Linked DNA regions of Triticum aestivum: region 2 is linked to region 1. Evidence: chromatin contacts called from public Hi-C data. All regions are on one chromosome and are shown on one strand. Each heading gives the region's core, a stretch centred on a gene start, on an enhancer-like site or on the middle of the called end of the contact. The rest is flanking DNA. Distances are from core to core; before and after follow the strand shown. Region 1 has its middle 65 kb from the start of LOC123165486. Region 2 holds the start of LOC123180350 (diacylglycerol O-acyltransferase 3).

Region 1 (3,679 bases), core at 330-2,829:
CAGCCCTATGGGGCCTTCCCCACGCTGCAGGCCCCCCCGCCATAGGACCCCGCTCTTCTAGCTGCACCGTTACCGAGCCATTACGACGGTGGAGGCGATTGGTACATGGACTCGGGCGCCACCGCTCACATGACATCATCCTGACGGTGTCCGCTCCTGAGCTCCTTCAGCGGCTTACAGCTCGTCTTCGTGATGATTTTGCCCTCAAGGACTTGGGGCCCCTGCATTACTTCCTCGACATCGAGGTGGTCCGACGGGCCGATGGTTTCTTTCTGCATCAGCAGAGGTATGCTCATGAGCTCCTCGAGCGTGCTGGCATGCTTAACTGCAAGCCCGCCGCCACACACGTCGACACAAAGGCCAAGGTCTCTGCCATGGAGGGCTCTCCCGTGTCCGATGCGGTGTTGTATTGCTCTATTGTCGGTGCCCTACAGTACCTGGCACTGACGCGTCCGGACGCAGTACGATGTTCAGCAGGTGTGCCTTCACATGCACTCTCCGTGTGACTCTCATTGGGCATTGGTGAAGCGTATCCTTCATTACATATGCGGCACTATGTCCTTTGGACTCACGTTGACGGCCTCTGCCTCCCTCGACCTCGTTGCCTACTCTAATGCGGACTGGGCAGGATGCCCCGACACACGACGTTCTACATCCGTCTACTGTGTCTACCTAGGGCCATCGCTGATCTCTTGGTCATCCAAGCGACAACCCACAGTCTCCCGTTCGAGTGCTGAGGCGGAGTATCGGACAGTGGCTAATGTCGTTGCCGAATGCTCCTGGCTTCGACAGCTTCTCCAGGAGTTACTTTGTGATGTTCACAAAGCCACGCTTGTCTACTGCGATAACGTCTCCGCTGTCTACCTCTCCGCCAACCCGGTTCATCATCGGCGAAAGAAGCATATTGAGCTCGATATTCACTTCGTTCGCCAGCAGGTGGACTTTGGCCGCATTCGGATTCTCCACGTTTCGACGGCGCAACAATTCGCTGATGTGATGACTAAGGGATTGCCTACTCCCGTCTTTGAGGAGTTCAAGTCCAGTCTCTGCGTCTCTTCCGCCGCTTCGACTACAAAGGGTGTTGAACATATGGTTTTGCATGTATATTTTGTATATCCTGGCCCACCTCCTATTCTTTGTATAGTAGAGGTTGAGGCCCACATTGTAGCCCATATATACGTGCATATGCACCTGATCAATGTCATCGTGAGTTGCATTGCCAAACCTCTCTTCTACAAGCATGACAACTTTCGTGCTTTAGTTTATTTTTGACAGAAACTTGGCGTGTATCACTAGAATTTGTCATTCTTGCGTGACTGAAATTGCCACTCAAAAAACGTCATGACAGAAGCGCCACGCACATGACGTGTAACACTTATCATTTAGGAAGAATAATTAGTAGTCTCTACACAATAGCTTTTGTGTATGCAGTTTTCTTGTGTAGAAAAATCAGTACGAGCAATCAATCACTGCGCCGTCCTTGGTCCAACCACCCTATAGCTGCTACGAGTAGCTGCGGCTCAGCGGCGTGTAGTACCTCCCCTCACTCTCCTCTTGAACGGTACTCCCTCTGTTCCATAATATAAGAACGTTTTAGACACTACATTAATGTAAAAAAACGTTACGGAGGGAGTACTATACTTGTACAGTTGTACTGTTCGCCCGTCGGCCGTTCAATTAAGTAGGCTTTCGCGTCATTGGCAGATCATCCGGAAAACCGGTGTTTGTGATCATCAGGAAATGCGTTCCCATCACATCCATGTGTTCCAACACAGAGCCTCTACGGCGACACCCAGAGCATAGCTAAAGAGAAAAAAGAAACCTCTACAGTGTCTGCCTAGATGCCCACTGATGTGATTCGACAATACTTCATTTTTTACTCCCTTCGTTTCAAATATAGTGCGCCTACGTTTTCCGAGGTCCAACTTTGACCATAAATTAAACCAACGAGACCGACTGCGGCAGGAGAAAAAAAAATATAATTGAAAACTTCTTTTGAATACGAATTCATTGGTATAACTTTTGCTCCCGCCGCAGTCGGTCTCGTTGGTTAAATTTATGGTCAAAGTTGAAGTACGGGAATAGAGGAAACATTATATTTTAGAACAGAAGGAGTATTAGTGTATGATGCACCATATGGGCGATGATCATCCTCTCCTAGTAGTATGTTTAGTCATTTCCTCAATTCTTCTTTTCCCATTCCCTCTTTTTGAGGGCGTGCGAGGGGATAGAGTTAGGACGGGATAGTTGCAACCACTCTGGCGGGTTTTGTTTGTCTCTGATTCTTTTTCCCTGAATTGTGGTAGACGGAAAAGGTGAGACGATGCCGGCCTCTTTCCGTTTCCCAATCATTCGAGCCAGCTCAAAAATCCCAATGATTTAACGGATGGATTCCTAAAGCATGCATCTCAGCATTATATGCCATGGCGACGAGAGCTGGTATGCATTGGAGGATTTGAATCATTGGTTCTTATTTTATTTTTATTTTCGGGAGAAATCGTTCTTAGGTTGTTGATGAAAATTAGTTGAACACACATATGATTCACGTGTACTTTTAAACTGACAATGGTTCGGCGCCGCCACGCCACTGCTCGTAAGTTTTGGTGCGTCTCTCCTCGTCGACTCCACGTTGTCTCTAAAACTCTGTTTTGTACTAGTGGCTGTAGCACCACCAACGAGCCGTGGACGACCGGGCGTCAATGGTGACCAATCATGAAGGTGTGTTTTAGCTTAGTGGCAGCACTACTGCACTGCAACTGGAGTTTCTTCTGATCAACAACCTTAAGCCGTGTCCGTGGTGTGCCATGGCTGCGTTCCGACTTCACATCAACTTCATGATCAACTTTGCCAAAGCTATGGAGAGGAGTAACCATATTTGTTACGTGCGGCCGGGCGCTGCTATGTACCACCTGTAACGAAACACGAGCATGGGTGTCGCTCACGCCGGTTGAATGGGCGTCGCTCCAGGTTGATCCGTTTTGTTAAAAGAAGTGTGATCTGTTTTTTTTTCGAGAAAACTTCCGATCTATACATACATCTTCAATCATGATAGTACAACGAACCCCAGAAATAATAAAAAATATATCCAGATCCGTAGATCACCTAGCGACGACTACAAACGCTGAAGCGAGCCGAAGGCGTTGCCGTCATTGCCCCTCCCTCGCCGGAGCCACGCAAAACTTGTTGTAGTAGACAGTCGGAAAGTCGTCGTGCTAAGGCCCCATAGGACCAAGTAGCAGCTCAGCAACCGCCGTCGATGAAGAGTAGCATAGATCAGAAGGATCCAACCTGAAAACACATGAACGCAGGCGAACTACGACCAGATCCGAGCAATCCACCAAGGACAGATCCGCTGGAGACACATCTTCACACGCCCATTAACGATGCTAGACACACAATCGGGACAGGGGCTAGGTGGGAAAAACGTTATTCCATCTTCAGGAAGCCGCCACAGTCTCGTCTTTCTGAGCGGGACAAAAACCCTAACGAAGCACGAAGGAACAACTGAAAACAGAGCCCTCCCGCCGGCAAGGACCGAGATCCACCGCGCTGCCATGACCCTAAGGCCACTAGAGACGAGGCGGACCGACGGCGACGCCGACAGGAGGCAGGGAAACCCTAGACTTTCTTTGGGGAAGAGGCTAAAAGTGTTATTTGTTTAATAATAGAGAGTCTAGGT
Region 2 (3,679 bases), core at 735-3,234, 270 kb before region 1:
GCCAAGCATAAGCAGAGGAGCGGCAGAACCACAACTGAAAGAAACCTAAGAACCGGCAACCGACGAACTCGCGGCTCCTGGATGAAACAGGGAGTATATATATAGTAAACAGCAGCTCATTAAGCTCAGAACATACATCAGCTCGTCAGGGGCGTGATTATCTACAATGTATTATTGTGCAGCAAAGTTGCAGTAGTACATTTGCCAGACAAAACAAGTCGTAGTAATACAGGTCTGTAAATACCAACCTGAGTCCAGGTAACCATCGTATCAGTTCATGCCCAGATCGTCATCTCCGATGAAGCCTGCCACTATGGTGCCAACATCATCCAAGCCTACACCAATGCAGATGGGACTGTTCTTCTGTACAGAGCCCTCACTCCGAAGCCGCACATTTGGGCCTAGCCCGCATTTCCCCAAGCATTTGCAACCGACCACCAAGCCGCCCGTGCCAACCACCGTCTCAAACTCCTGCAGGACGGCGAGCGAGCCCGCCTTCTTGCATTTGCCACCCATGCAGACCTCGATTCTGTTCAGCACTGGTTTTTCGACAACCGCAATGCTGGTGGTAGTGCGCTGCATTGCATTTGCAGACCCAGAAATGATCTGAGCATCCAGTGCAACGGAGTCTGAGATTTGTGGCACTATGATGGGGAAAACTGTGCTTGCAGATGGTGTTCGAGGCACAGAAATGGTGGCACAGCGGCTCATTCTGACGACTTCCCCTTCACACTCACTGTTGCTGGACTCCGATGAGCATGAACTGTCCTCATCCTTGCAGGAATTCAGTGTGGCCATCCTCTTCTCTTCCTCCTTTTTCATCTTCATGGCCTTCTTTGCAGCTTTCTTTTGTTCCTTCTCCCTCTTCTTCATGGCCTTCATCGCAGCCTTGTCAAAATCCATTGCCGGAGCTGTTGCAATGTTGGATGCAGCAATTTGGGGCACTGACATTGACATCGCCATTCCTTGCTCAATTGCAGGCATCGATGTGGTGGCAACACAACTCATTTTCATGGACTGCTCTTCCTCACACTCACTCTCGCTTGATTCAGAGGAGCCATCTCCACAGTTCATTGCAGCCTTCTTCGCTTCCTTCTGCTGCTTCTTCAGTGCTTTCATGGCAGCCTTCTCCTCTTTCTGCTTCTTCTTCAGCTCGTCCTTCTTCTTCAGCTCGTCCTCTGCATCCTTCATCTGATTCAACTCCTTTAGCAGCAGCTCAGTGGCTTCCTGTATTCATAGTTCCCCGCAGATCAGAGCTCAACTTTATCATAATTTGCACAAAAAGTACGTTGCAAAATCAGCCAGCTAATTTACCACCAAATTCATGTTTCAATAAAAGCACGGTGCTAAAATGTCCAAACAGTTTCCCAGAATTACCAAGAAACAGAAGAAATCTAAATCTTTATGTTTAGCTACATGGGGAAATGAGTAGTGTTTATGTTTGAGACCAAATCAAACATTGCGTCAACGCCATTCAAATCCTTCCGCGACAGCTATTCGCAATAAAACACTACAATTACCCCAATTCGAAGCATAAATGGAGAACAGAACAGCAAATCGACAGGTGAGGAGGAGGGAGGCAGAGCGCTCACCGAGAGGATCTTCTCCTTGGCCGGGTCGCCGGCGACAAGGCCCATGGCCCGGAGCTTGGTAAGGTCCCTCGCCGCCGCCTCCACCGCCTTCCGCGGCGGCGCCTCGTAGTACCTGAGGTGCGCCTCGTCGGCGAATCCCCCGCCTACGCCTCTGCCTCCGCGGCCGACGCAGGACACCCTGGCCGGCATCCGCCTTCTCCTCTCCCTCGGAACCACCGGATACCCCGACGCCAACGATCGCCGGAGGGCAGCAGCGCCGGTTGCGGCGAGCTCCATGGTGCGTTGCGGCGAGATCCCTTTCCGCGTTCCCCGTTCCCCCTTTCTCCACCTCCCAAATCCGTCTGCGCGTTTAGACGCTTCGTCACGCCTCCTTGCATACGAATTTACAGTTATACCCTTCGGGCATACGTGGCGTGTTGTGTGCGGGGAAGCGGCTATGCATTCCTTACGTGGACAAATGAGGAGGTCTTCACTCCACGATTGCTGCTGACTACGAGGTAGTCCACACTCGTCCATGCGCTTAGGCTGATCATAGTGGGAAATAAGTGTAGTAAGATAGATGAAAACCGCCCCCACCTTCCCTGCCCCTCCACCTCCTTCCTCTCGTGTCGCCGCCGGCACACATCGTCGGGCAAGGCCCCGCCAGCGCCTGGCGGGGGCGGGCCTCCCCCCCCCCCCACGCGAGTAGTGCTCTCGCGTGCGAGCACGCCACCAGTGGGGCGTGCGCGGCGGTCTTCGAAGCTCCGGCAGCGCTCTCGCTTGTGCGGTGTGGCGTGTCGTCTCGGTCATCCTATTTGAAAGGATCGATATAGTTGACTAGAGGGGGGGTTGAATAGGCAACTAACAATTTTTAGCTTTTCTTTATCAATTTAAACTTTGCATCAAAGTAGGTTGTCTAGATATGCAACTAGGTGAGCAACCTATATGATGCAACAACAATAAGCACTCAAGCAAGCAAAGGATACAACACAAAATAAGCTTGCACAAGTAAAGCTACGATATAACCAAGAGTAAAGCCGGTGAAGACGAGGATGTGTTACCGAAGTTCCTTCCTTTTGATGGGAAGTACGTCTCCGTTGGAGGGGGTCTGGAGGCACAATGTTCCCCAAGAAGCCACTAGGGCCACCGTATTCTCCTCATGCCCTCACACAATGCGAGATGCCGTGATTCCACTATTGGTGCCCTTGGAGGCGGCGACCGGACCTTTACAAACAAGGTTGGGGCAATCTCCACAACTTAATTGGAGGCTCCCAACGACACCACGAAGCTTCACCACAATGGAATATGGCTCCGCGGTGACCTCAACCGTCTAGGGTGCTTAAACACCCAAGAGTAACAAGATCCGCAAGGGATTAGTGGGGGGAATCAAATTTCTCTTGGTAGAAGTGTAGATCATGGCCTTCTCAAGCAATCCCTAGAAAATCAACAAGTTTGATTGGATAGGGAGAGAGATCGGGCAAAAATGAAGCTTAGAGCAATAATGGAGCTTGGGGATGGAAGAGATAGTCAACTCGGAGAAGAAGACTCCCCTTTATAGTGAGAGAACAAATACAACCGTTATCCACTAACTCAGCCCGCGATGACCGGTACTACCGCACACACCAAGCGGGACTACCGCACGAGCCCACCGTACTACCGCAAGGCCCTGCGGTACTACCGCTGCCGCGGCAGGAGCTAACCCAAACCCGTGGCAAAGAAGCCGAGGGCGGTAGAACCGCTGGCGCGGTACTACCGCTCCCCCTTGCGGTACTACCGCAAGGTAGGGTGGTCTAGACTGGGAAGGCACAAACATATAAAAATACATCCGTGGCTACTTCCGCTAAGTTCCGATCGATGCAAAAACCCGACACGGTACTACCGCAAGCCTGGAGCGGTACTACCGCGTAGGGAGCGGATGTAAAAAATTGCATCCGCCCCTACTTCCGCCCATGCTGCTGCCCATGGTACTACCGCAAGCCAGAACACCCTGAGGATCATGCTACAGTAACTCTCTGTGATTAAGCTAATCATGTTGCTAAACAGGGCATGATCACATTTGGAATCACACTTCTTTTCAAACTCCTAGTTCAAACTTCAATTAAATTTAA

Evidence for each region. A called contact is a pair of places that touch in the nucleus more often than the background predicts.
Region 2: a Hi-C map of leaf shows a contact between it and region 1, with 10 times the contacts expected there. The contact joins the promoter of LOC123180350 here to the enhancer-like site in region 1. A contact is called at or near these places in 3 of 5 Hi-C or Micro-C datasets (leaf and an unstated tissue) and 1 of 1 datasets of contacts at active chromatin or transcription factors (leaf).

Annotation. Positions count from the first base shown.
Region 1 is chr1D:69,115,386-69,119,064 of IWGSC CS RefSeq v2.1, reverse strand. No RefSeq gene overlaps it. Among protein-coding and RNA genes, the nearest start is that of LOC123165486, 65 kb to the right of the region's middle. Within about 2 kb of position 1,579, at least 1 of the 8 cell types and tissues checked has an H3K27ac peak or open chromatin away from gene starts, as enhancers often do.
Region 2 is chr1D:69,388,066-69,391,744 of IWGSC CS RefSeq v2.1, reverse strand. It overlaps LOC123180350 (diacylglycerol O-acyltransferase 3), which reads right to left and starts at 1,984. Exons shown (of 2, transcript XM_044592387.1): 1 at 1,593-1,984; 2 at 79-1,227. The coding sequence starts at 1,868. The coding sequence ends at 271.